2 separate regions of the Sus scrofa genome follow, and region 2 is linked to region 1. The links are chromatin contacts, called in public Hi-C maps. All regions are on one chromosome and are shown on one strand. The core of a region is the stretch at or near the end of the contact, and the rest is flanking DNA. Distances in the headings are between cores, read along the strand shown.

What was found. Hi-C and Micro-C count contacts between places; a contact is called where the count stands out from the background.
Region 2: a contact with region 1 is called in a Hi-C map of liver, with 2.7 times the contacts expected there. The contact joins two enhancer-like sites. A contact is called at or near these places in 2 of 5 promoter capture datasets (fetal liver and liver), 31 of 47 Hi-C or Micro-C datasets (alveolar macrophages, blood, brain and 15 more) and 2 of 2 datasets of contacts at active chromatin or transcription factors (alveolar macrophages and skeletal muscle).

Annotation. Positions count from the first base shown.
Region 1 is chr9:45,515,118-45,521,469 of Sscrofa11.1, forward strand. It overlaps JAML (junction adhesion molecule like), which reads right to left. Exons shown (of 10, transcript NM_001244730.1): 5 at 4,486-4,598; 6 at 2,755-2,992. Among named protein-coding and RNA genes, the nearest start is that of JAML, 14 kb to the right of the region's middle. Within about 2 kb of position 2,119, at least 16 of the 83 cell types and tissues checked have an H3K27ac peak or open chromatin away from gene starts, as enhancers often do. A contact at or near this core is called in fetal liver, liver and retroperitoneal adipose tissue, where this site is marked.
Region 2 is chr9:45,596,894-45,602,727 of Sscrofa11.1, forward strand. No RefSeq gene overlaps it. Among named protein-coding and RNA genes, the nearest start is that of CD3E, 20 kb to the right of the region's middle. Within about 2 kb of position 2,003, at least 34 of the 83 cell types and tissues checked have an H3K27ac peak or open chromatin away from gene starts, as enhancers often do. A contact at or near this core is called in fetal liver, liver and retroperitoneal adipose tissue, where this site is marked.

The DNA of each region.
Region 1 (6,352 bases), core at 869-3,368:
TCATGGCAATGCTGGATCCCAGACCCACTGATCGAAGCCAGGGATTGAGCCTGGGTCCTCGTGGACACTAGTCAGATTCGTTTCCGCTGAGCCATGATAGGAACTCCTAAGCCAAGTCTTAAAAGACACATCATTGGCGTGGAGTTCCCATTGTGGCTCAGTGGGTTAAGAACCTGACTAGAATCCATGAGGATGCACATTCAATCCCTGGCCTCACTCAGTGGGTTAAAGGATCTGGTGTTGCCGTGAGCTGCAGTGTAGGTTGCAAATGCAGCTCAAATCTGGTGTTGCTATGGCTTTGGCTGGCAGCTGCAGCTCCAATTAAAAAAAAAAAAAAAAAAAAGGTTCTTTGTCAAACAATATGGGGGAGGATGGAGGGGACATTATGCATAAGGTCTGCAGGCCTGATGGGAAACTTGCAAGAGTTCCATGGGTCTGGCTCAGGGGTAGTGTGTGGGGGTGTGGTGGGGAAGGAGGCTGGCTAGATAATAGGATCTAAGTCTTGAAGGACCTTGATTATCTCAACTGAGTTTAGCTTTTTTCTCTGTAGGCAATGAAGGAGACACTGAGAGACTAAACAGTTCAGGTTTGTGATTTAGAAAGATGGCACTGAGCTGCATGAAAAATGAGAGGCAATGACTGCGAATGAAAGCAGAGTCGGGTTAGAGGCCTACAGTCCAAGACAGAGATGACGACAGCCAGGATAAGGTAATGGTGATGGACTGGAAAGAAGGCAGCTCCAAAGTCAGCAGGAGAAACGACAGGACTTGTCAACCTGTCGACTTTGGGGTCATAGGACAGGGAAGAATCAAGTGCAACTCCCAGGCATCCCGTGGGCTAACTGTGTAGGTGGTGGTGGCATTAACTGCATTGAAGAGGTGGGCTGGGGAGAGGTGAGCAGGGGTGGATTTGGACGTGCTATATTTGAAGTATTTGCGAAATATTTGGGTGGAATTCATATACATAGAGGTAGGTAGGTAAGTAGATGGATGGATGGATGGATAGACAGACGGACAAGTTGTGTCTAACATAGAACATACTGAATATATGTAGAGCATGGGGTTCAATAATACTACTGAGAAGGCTGAGGCTGAGTACCATTAGAGTATCACTGGAAATCATGCGACAGTGGAGGTAGAAGCAGAAGTAGGAATGTGATGCACTATGAGTTAATGGGAGAGGAGATAGGAGACGCTGGGTACAGCCCTTTAGCAAGCAAGCTACTTGGCTGTGTCAGGAAAGAACTCTATAATGATTGTGATGAAGGTTGCACAACTTGGAATACACTAAAAACCAGAGTTGTACATGGGTGAACTGTACGGTATGTGAGTTGTAACTCAATAAATCTGTTCTAAGAAAAAGAAAAACCAGAGTTCCACCATGGTGCAGCGGATTAAGAATCCACCTGCAGCAGTTCGCCATGGAGGCATGGGTTCGATCCCTGGCTGGGTGCAGTGGGTTAAAGGATCCAGTGTTGCCACAGCTGTGGCATAGGTCGCAGCTGCAGCTCAAATTCAATCCCTGGCCCAAGAACTTCCATATGCCATGGGTGTAGCCGCTTTAAAAAAAGAAAAAAAAGAGATAGATGAGTTAAAGCAGCCAAGGACACAGGTTAGAGGAAGAATTGAGTATATGTGTACGCTGAATGGTAGAATCCCATGGAAAGCACGAGCTTAAAGCTCCATGTTGTGAGGTTCCTGAGAGGGAGGGAGCCCCAGCTGAGCACAGGGGCTCAGATAAGCCCCAGGCGGAGGCGGAAAGGAGCAGAGGATGGCGGGACAGAGATAAGGATGGGGGCAGACATGGGTACGTTTGTGGGCAGGAAGGGAGGGCTTGGAAGTTGAGTGCGTTCCCGCCAATGGCTTCTATTTTTTCTGCGAAGTGGAGATAGAACTTCTGAGAATGAGGAAAGCCATCTGTCCTACTGCCCTCTCCAGCTAGGACCCTGCTATTAACAAGAAGGTACCTCCATCGACTTAAGTCTCTGGCCAGAGGTACTGAGGTGTGTTCCACCCTCCCCCCATCCCACCCCCAACCAACCACAGCCAACCCCTGGGGCCCTAGCAAAAGGCAAAGTCCACAGGCCACATCCTGACTGCGAAGTGGGTTATGGTTTAACTTTAACCCCTCACTTATCAAACTCTCTCAGTCAACACGATTGAGTCTTTATTCTCTTACAAACCACTGGCCTTAATGCACAGTGTTTGCCAGGATACAGAATCTTTGATCAGAAAACCCCTCTATTTTTGGTCCTGGCCCCCTTCCTGTTTCCTCTCTGTTCTTTGCTGTCTCTCACCAGCTCAGGATCACCTTCCCTTCCACTACAGAGCATAGAGCATAACCCTTGAAGCCAAGTAAATATAACTCCAATCCATTTCCCAGCTCCTGTATCTTTAAATTGGTATATTATACCAACGACGAGTGAGGTCTGGCAGAGGCCTGGTATTCACAAAATACTAGCCCTTTTTTCCCTGACCCACCAGCAGGGAAGAACGAGGGTGAGGCAAAAAAGGTGCCAGGGGCACCAAATTTATGGAGGTATCACTCTCAAAGGTCATGCAATCACAGGGTACAAACACTTGAGAAGTACTAACCCTGGGCTTATCAGGGTCACGTAAGTACAACACCTGAGAGAGATGCGCCTTAAATGTTGCACCTTCAAGCCAATGTTGCACCTCTCCAGCCTCACCCTGGTCCTAGCCATGCCTACCAGCTATGAGGTCCCTCCTCCCTCCCCACCCAAATGTTAAATACTTCGGGGCTCTTTCAGGATCACATGCAGCACAATGGTCTTCCTGAATGTCAGGTTCCCCAGGTGGATACTGCAGGTATAGCTTCCTCCATCAGACTTCTTCACTCTTCGGAGCATAATGGAGCCATCATTGCGGGAAATGTCGCCCACCAGGTTCACACGGTTTTGGAAGCGGTCCCAGTTCCGAGGGGACCCCATGGGCACGTTGAGTTTGGGGTCATAGGACAACACAATCTCCTCCTGGAAAGGTAAGGCAAGACATTTGAGATGAAAGAACTGGGGTAGAGGGGTGCAGGGAAGGTGGACAGGGGAGCTCTCAGGACTCACAAGGAAGCAGTAAAGGTATTATCAGAGAGTACTGGGTAACACAAAGTCATGTCCGAACGTGTGTCTGCATACACATAGTTGTGATGGATGTCACCAAACCATGACAACTCTTTTATCTCAAGAGGAGGATGAAGAAAGTGGGAATGAGGGACTTCCTGGGTTTTGTACTTCTTCAGTTAAGTACCTTATTTCCTTATTTCCTATTGGAAATCCAACCGGAAATACCATAAAAAGTAAAGGGTTTTTTTTATGGTATTTACTTTTTATGGTATTTCCAGTTGGATTTCCAATAGGTACCTGAAATGTGTCTAAAACTGAACTCTGGGGAGTTCCTCTGTGGCTCAGCAGAAATGAATTGGACTAGTATCCATGAGGATTCAGGTTCGATCCCTGACATTGGTTAAGGATCTGATGTTGCCATGAGCTGCGATGTAGGTTGCAGATGCCATTCGTATCCCACATTGCTGTGGCTGTGGCATAGGCCGGTAGCTACAGCTCCAATTTGACCCCTAGCCTGGGAACTTCCATATGCCACGGTGCCACCATAAAAAGAAAAGACAAAAAAAAGAAAAGAAAATCCCATAACTGGGGCAACAGGGCACAGAAGAAAACTCAAAGAATAACCAAATGAGAATAAGAATGAAAAAAAGAAGAGGCATTCTCATCATGGCTCAGTGGAAACAAATCTGACTAGAATCTGTGAGGATGCAGGTTTGATCCCTGGCCTTGCTCAGTGGGTTAAGATCCGGCGTTGCCATGAGCTGTGGTGTAGGTCGCAGACATGGCTAGGATCCTGCATTGCTGTGGCTGTGGTGTAGGACAGCGGCTACAACTCTGATTTGACCCCTAGCCTGGGAACCTCCATATGCCGCAGGTATGGCCCTAAAAAGACTAAAAAAAAAAAAAAAAAAAAAAAAAAAAAAAAGAAGAATAAGAAGAAAAATAAGCTCTTTAAATCTTTAAAAAAAAGAAAAAGAAAAAGAAGAAGAATGCACTCTCATGTCTGGCCCATGGCTTTCCTGGCAAGGCCACAAAAATCATCCCCTTCGTTATTCCAATGACCCTACAAAGAGGAGAAGAGGAAAGAAACTAAAAGGCAGTGGCCAAGCCATGTACAAACGCTCTACGTAGACTGCTCCTACTTGCATTTTGACAACCCGAAAAGTTGAGCAATAACAGCTCAACTTCTTCTTCATCATCTTCATTAGAGTCAGTTTTCCCAGCAGGAAGCTGAAACTGCCCAGCTAAGTGGCTGAGCCAAGAAGCCCAGTTAGGACAAGCTCCAAAGTCCAAACCTTTGCAATACCACCACATGGCACCTGGTGCCTAGATTCCTCCTATCCCACTCTGTCCTGACACCGTCGGCCAGGGGCTGCTTCTACACCGTGATGGTTTCTCCTCCTTACCTGGGCGTGCTCTCCTGATGAGAACATCCATTCTATCCTGGTCACATGCTTCTCTTCTGTGCTCTGGAAAACACATCCCATCTTGATCGAATCACCCACCTGAACCATGAGCTCTGGGGATAAAATGGTAAATCAAGTCAAACTCAAGATAATATCTATAGGGAGTTCCCATTGTGGCACAGCAGAAATGAATCCACCTGGTATTCATGAGTATGAGGGTTCGATCCCTGGCCTCAATCAGTGGGTTGGGGATCTGGTGCTGCTGTGAGCTGTGGTATAGGCTGGCAGCTGCAGCTCCGATTTGACCCCTAGCCTGGGAACTTCCATATGCTTCAGGTTTGGCCCCCAAAAGCAAAAATAATAATAACAATATCTCTAGAAGCTATAGAAGCCAAAGAACAGCTAGAGAAGAAAATGTTTAGCCAAAGATACTCGGTAAAATCAATGTCACCACCAAATACTGTATACATTCCCTCCACAGACAATCCAGATGATTCTGTGTGGTCCAAGTACTCAGAGGCCTCTCACTTAAATCAACCTGATACCCCAAGGGTAAGAAAATACTCTCTAGCTACCCACATACATCAAGTCTGAGGGGTCCCACGCTGACTTCATAATGCAATCAACACTTTCTGGTTTTCTTTCTTGCCTTTCCAGAACTTCTCCCACAAGCCCCGACTCCACTTCAAGCTTGTAATAAAGTACAGAAAACCTTGAAGCCCCCCACTTTCTGTTCACCAATTTAGATACCCACATCTGCTTAACATAAACAGGAAGCGGAAAGTTATAGAACTCTCATTCTTATAAATAACTCACTGGCTCTCCTGGCTGAAAAAGTGAATCATGAGTGACTCTCTTCAATTTCTTTTATTCTTTTACAAGTTGTCTTAGGACTTGCTGAGGACAATTCTGGCTAGAGCACAGGTCACAGGACTGCTTGCTACTTAGGCCAAGACAACAGACAGCTTTCCTCCTGACTTTTCTTTCTGTTTTAGTCCCTGCCCCCACTTCCCCACCTGCTCCCCCTCCCTCTGCTCCTGGCTTTCCAATTCATAGGCTCTTCCTCTTACTCATTTGAATAAGCAGCTGACCCCATCATGTGTTTACTGCCAAGTCATTTCAAGAAGTCCCTGAAAAAAAAATTAGAAAGATGCTTCTGATTTTTCAGTCGTGCTCTATACAAATCAACTACAAAGTCAATTAAGAAATGAAAAGCAGGGAGTTTCCGCTATGGCACAGTGGATCCAGCATTGCTGCAGCTGTGGCAGAGGCCAAAGCTGCTGTTCAGGCCAAAGCTGCCGCTTGGATTCAATCCCTGGCCCAGGAACTTCCATATGCCATGCCACAGGTGTGGCCAATAAAAAAAGAAAGAAGAAATGAAAGGCAGGACAGTATTTATGGGAGACACGAGCCTAGGCCTTAACTGGACAGAGTTCCTTCAAAAGAGCTTTAAGCAAAGTTCATAACGCAATCTGATACCAAGCTAAACTTTTCATCCAAATTGTGTTCCTGGAAGAACATTAACTTCCTGCCCAGCGGGAAAGAGGCACAATGGGAAAAAAGCAAAAGAAAATATTATGAACTTGAAATACTTTGAAGGGAATTATTTTGGAGGTAATACCGATAGGGAAGAAAACGCCCTCTCAATCTATGAGCATGTTAAGAACCGAGTCCTTTCAACCCACCAGGCCTGTGCTAGATACCTCGTACCTAGGATAGCACCTAGTCATTACAATATTTGTAATGAGATATGCATTTTTACTCTCCCATTTCACAGAGGACCAAAGTGAAAGAGGCCAGAGCTTTATGACAAGCGAAAGACAGAGCCAGCGCTCAAACCCAGGCCTGAGTGAAAACGAGACCTTGC
Region 2 (5,834 bases), core at 753-3,252, 82 kb after region 1:
GACAAATATTATGACATTACTCATTTGTGGATTCTAAAAAACAATACAAATGAATGTATATACAAAACAAAACAGACTCACAGACATAGAGAATAAACTTATGGTTACCAAAGGGAAGAGGGAAGGGGGAAGGACAAATTAGGGGTGTGGAACTAACAAATACGAACTACTATACACAAAATAGATAAGCAATGAAGATTTACTGTACAGAATAGAGAATTATACCCAATATCTTAATAAGTTAATAAGAAACATAATGGAATATAATCCCCAAAAACAAAAAAAAAGAATCACTGTGCTGTATACCTGAAACTAAAACAATATTGTAAATCAAATACACTTTAAAAAGGGAGTTCCCTGGAGGCCTAGTGGTTAAGGATTTGGTGTCACTGTTGTGGCTTGAGCTCAATCCCTGGCTCAGGAATTTTGCATGCCATGGTGTTGCCTAAAAAGGGAAAAAATATATATGTATATATATATGTATATATATTTTTTAAGTTTATCAGCTTCTTAGAAAAAATACCCTATCTTATGAATCAAATACAGTATTTAGCACAGTGTAGGTGTTCAGTAAACATGGGTGTGGGTGACCATTCAATTTATTGTCTGAACTGGAACAGTGTTGAGAGTGAAAGTGGCATTATTGATATTTACACTGGAAAAACAGGCATACACTAGGGCTTTCCCAGGGACATCAGAATGTAGAGTCACCCTATTTGACACTCTCAGGACCCCTCCAGTCTTCTTTTTTTTCTTTGCTTTTTAGGGCCACACTGGAGGCATACGGAGGTTCCCAGGCTAAGGGTCAAATCAGAGCTGCAGCTGCTGGCCTACGCCACAGCCACAGCAAGGCCAGATCTGAGCTACGTCTTCGAACTACACCAGAGCTCACAGCAACGCCAGATCTCCAGCCCACTGATAGAGGCCAGGGAAGCATATGGAGGTTCCCAAGCTAGGGGTCGAATCAGAGCTGTAGCTGCCAGTCTACACCAGAGCCACAGCAATGCAGGAACCGAGCCGCGTCTGCAACCTACACCACAGCTCACTGCAACGCCGGATCGTTAACCCACTGAGCAAGGGCAGGGATCGAACCAGCAACCTCATGGTTCCTAGTCGGATTCGTTAACCACTGCACCAAGACGGGAACTCCTGCTGTTCTGATTTAAAGTGGTTCATCCTCAAAACTCAGTCCTACTCAGAATATCTCGGCTGCTGCAAGGGCTGAGGACCACTTTTTCTCATGATAGAGCCACTGAACACTGAGAAGCGAAGGTGCTGAGTTAGCTAAGGCACAGCAGCCTCTCCGCCCTCCCTTCCACTCCCCATCCAGGCTTGATGCCTGCAAGGGAACAGCGAGCAGGTTGGACTTGTCGGCTCAGAAGCATTGCTGGGTGGAAAAGGCAGCCCGCTGCTTGTCCAGGCAAACAGGATGTGAGTCTTCTCTGATGATTCAGAGCCGAAGAGGGAAAGCCCTCCCGCCCAGCCCCCTGGGGGGGAGGTCCGTCCCCAGCTTTGCAAAGCGGAAGACAGGGAAAAACTCTCAGCGACCTTGTGGTTTTCTTCCAGTCTGTCCCAGTGTCTTCAGTCTTGCTGAGCTACACTACTTTTAACCAGAGGAAATGAGGCTTTCAAAGAAAGACAGGATACAAATGATCGTTGAGAGCTGCCTCCCTGAGTGCAAGCGCTTATTCTAACGACGCTGGCGTTATCTCAAACGTTTCTAAAATGACTCTTCTGGAACTGCCTTAACAGTCTGAACCACAATGTTTTTGAGATTCCTCATGATGGCAGATCTTCATGCTTTTGAGAGCTAGTTTGATTTTCAGACACAAAGTCACATGGATCAAATCTGAAAAATGTGAGAAAATGAGTCACCAGATGACATTGAGTATAAAATCAGGTCAGTGATGATCTTGTCAAGTGTGTATAGGCTCCCTGAGGTTCCTTTCGAAGACAAAAAGCTAGGTGTTCCCTTGTGATGCAGCGGGTTAATAATATCTGGCATTGTCACTGCAGCAGCTGGGGTTGTGCCTGCGGTGCAGGTTTGACCCTAGGCTGGGAACTCCCACATGCCTTGGGCGTGGCCAAAAAAACACAAAGACAGAAAACTAAAGAACTGTTTTGTGCACAGCTACGACAGGGTATAAAACTCCTCCTAGAGTTTACAGTCCTGAGCTGGATTACACACTAAGGGGCTCTTCTCTCATCACAGAATAAGGCCTTTCATAATCTGGCCCCACCAACGATGCAGCCGTACTTCCTCATTTTCCAGGCTCCTTGAAGCTTGTTCTTAGCCAGGCCAAATGAATCACACGCGTGTTCTGACCTTCGCATATATCTCTGCTATTTTGTCTACTTTGTCCACTTGATGAATTCTTATTTGCCTTTCAAAATTAAGCTTGCGTTTTATGAAGGCTTCCCTGACCCCTGGAGCCAATGTTAATAGCTCCTTACACCTGGTAACACCTTTATTATAGCCCTTGTTGCTCTGTGCCATCATTACCTGTGTACATGTCTGTCTCCACTCTGAGTCCCTTGAGGGCAGAGTCCAGGTCTTTTTGTCTCTGTATCCTCAGCACCTATAACTGTTGGTGACATTGCAGAGGGTCAATGTGCTTTTGCTAAGTGAGGGACTGCATGTCTACCAGATAGGCTCCTATGTGTCCCACACCTCAGGGAAGCTATGCGGTGTGGAGCGCCCTCTGGTGGAACCCAAAGAAGCACTGATGGTGAAGACCTAAAACTGAGCCCCAGCTTTAACTTGGCGTCTTTTGTACCGAAGTGAAGATCATCTCCATGACTGAAAAATCTACACTTCCGCCTTCCACTATTTTCAGCCTCGGAGCCTCATGAAAGGATGGGAGCAAATATATCTATAATATATGTAATAGATTCTATCTGAATATGTGTAATATATTAAATAATAATTGTCAGAATGTGTCTCCTACTTTTACTCACTATAGGTCTTAATTATTGAATGAATGAATCAACCCAGGGGCCTGAAACTTAGAATTTGGAATGTACTCATTCATTCATTTTAATAAATAATGATTTTATTGAATACAAAAACTGAGGCTAAAAACTTAAAGAGCATTTGATATATGCCCCACCTTGTGTTAAAGACATACTAGAGGATTTCATATCTGGCTTCAAGGACTTCATAGACAATTGATACTAGAAACTTGCATCTGCAAAGCTCTCTGAAAATCATTTGAGGAGCTCCTGTCGTGGCTCAGTGGTTAATGAACCAGACTAGTATCCATGAAGACGCAGGTTCAGTCCCTTGCCTCTCTCAGTGGGTTAAGGATCTGGTGTTGTCATGAGCTGTGGTGTAGGTCACAGACACGGTTTAGATCCTGTGTTGCTGTGGCTGCAGTGTAGGCCGGCTGCTACAGCTCTGATTTGACTCCTAACCTGGGAACCTCCATATGCTGCAAGTGCAGCCCTAAAAAGACAAAAAAAAAAAAAAAAAAAAGCAAAAATAAATAAACAAAAGTAAAGGCTTTAAAAAAAAAGAAAGAAAAGAAAATCATTTGAACATATTGTATTATTCAATTCTATTCTTTTTCACAGATGGAGAAAATGATACAAAGTGCTTTGCCTAACCATCCTGCTCTGCTCTCTCCCACTACAAAGTAAATGGTAGAGGAGTTTGCATTGTGACTCAGCTGGTTAAGAACCTGACTAGTATCCACGGAGTTCCCATCGTGGCGCAGAGGTTAACGAATCCGACTAGGAACCATGAGGTTGCAGGTTCGATTCCCTGGCCTTGCTCAGTGGGTTAAGGATCCAGCATTGCCGTGAGCTGCGGTGTAGGTCGCAGAGGCGGCTCGATCCCACGTTGCTGTAGCTGTGGCGTAGGCCAGCGGCTGCAGCTCCGATTGGACCCCTAGCCTGGGAACCTCCATAGGCCGCAGGTGTTGCTCTAGAAAAAAGGCAAAAAGACAAAACAAACAAACAAAACCTGACTAGTATCCATGAGGATGCAGGTTCAATCCCTGGCCTTGCTCTGTGGGTTAAAGGATGTGGTGTTGCCATGAGCTGTGGTGTAGTCACAGATGCAGCTCGGACCTGCTGTGGCTGTGGCTGTGGCTGCGGCATAGGCCAGCAGCTGTAGCTCTGATCAACCCCTAGCCTGGGAATTCCCATATGCCACAGATGAGTCCCCAAAAAAGATAATTAAAAAATAAATAAAATACGACTACAGCCCTTTCAGGGGATTCTGTGTTTAAATCCAAAGTTCTTCCCTTGGGTTCTCACAAAGCCCCACCTTCAGGGTTTCTGTTTCAGATCTGGGGCTAGTCCTAAAATTGTGCATTTCTAACAAGTGATGCCGTTAGATGCTGACCACACCTGAGCATCATGCTATAGATTTGACTGAGGTCAATCAGATTCAAGGTTGAATTTTTGTAAACAAGCAAACTCAGGTGGTATCATGTTCTTCCTTCAAGAGGTACATAATAAGTGGTTGTCTTTTTTTGGTGATATTAGCAATCCTGAAGTCTCAGTGGCCAGAACCATTCATTCATTAGGTGTTGTAAAATGATGATGTTCTAATTTTATCATTCCTGCTTCATTTATTAGCAAGGCTACTTCTAGGAAGAGAAACTTCCCCATCTACTAAATATTTACCCAGGGGGAGAGTTCATACAGGAAAGACTAGTTTTGAACATAAGCTGGTTCACTAGCATCATCTAATGGTTATCATTTAGAGACTGTGTGTGTGTGTGTGTGTGTGTGTGTGTGTGTCTTTTTGCTTTTTCTAGGGCCACTCTCGTGGCATATGGAGGTTCCCAGGCTAGGGGTCAAATCGGAGCTGTAGCCGCTGGCCTACGCCACAGCTACAGCAACGTGGGATCGAGCCGCCTCTGCGACCTACACCACAGCTCACGGCAACGCCAGATCCTTGACCCACTGAGCAAGGCCAGGGATCGAACCTGCAACTTCATGGTTCCTAGTCAGATTCATTAACCACTGCATCACGATGGGAACTCCTGTGTTTTCTTTTAGTGTCATTATAAACTCATGGCAATAAATACATTTGGTAACTTTCAAACATTACAGAATTTTTTTTTGGCTTTTACAAGCTGCACCCACAGCATATGGAGGTTCCCAAGGCCAGGGGTTGAATCAGAGCTACAGCTGCCGGCCTACACCACAGCCATGGCAACACCAAATCCAAGCCACATCTGCGACCTACACCACAGCTCATGGCAATGCCGGATCCTTAACCCACCGAGCAAGGCCACGGATCAAACCCACAACCTCATGGTTCCTAGTCGGATTCGTTTCTGCTGTGCCACGAGGGAAACTCCCCAGAACTATACTTATTGATTCTCAAATTATCCCACCATTAGCTGGTGGGAGCCTCTTCGTGTTGGCTCGTAAATCCCTGTAAGGTGTGTTTGCTGTACTATTTAAGAACACTCAGGTCTGCTATGGAAAAATGAGAGAAGGAAACAAATAAGGGGGATAGAAGAAATTGAGTGCAGAAGTGAGACATGTTAGTCCTTAATGAATTAAGCAGGTATCTGGTGATGCAGGAATCGATGGTCAGGCTGAAGAGGTGAATAATAAATATTCACAAGGCACATGAAACACCAGTATTTCTGAGGCACTCCATATTCACAGGATCTTAAGTCAGCATTCTTTTGTGCCACCTATTCTGGTACTCTCTGTACTCTGCCTGAGATACGCAGGTCAAACCCATAGCTGTCTATCATGGTAATTGTCAAACTACAGCTGTACCCTGTAATTCTTGCCCTTGTACTCCCACAACAGACTATAGGACAGGAGAGTTACTTTTTTTTTTTTTTTTTTTGCTTAGCTGCTGG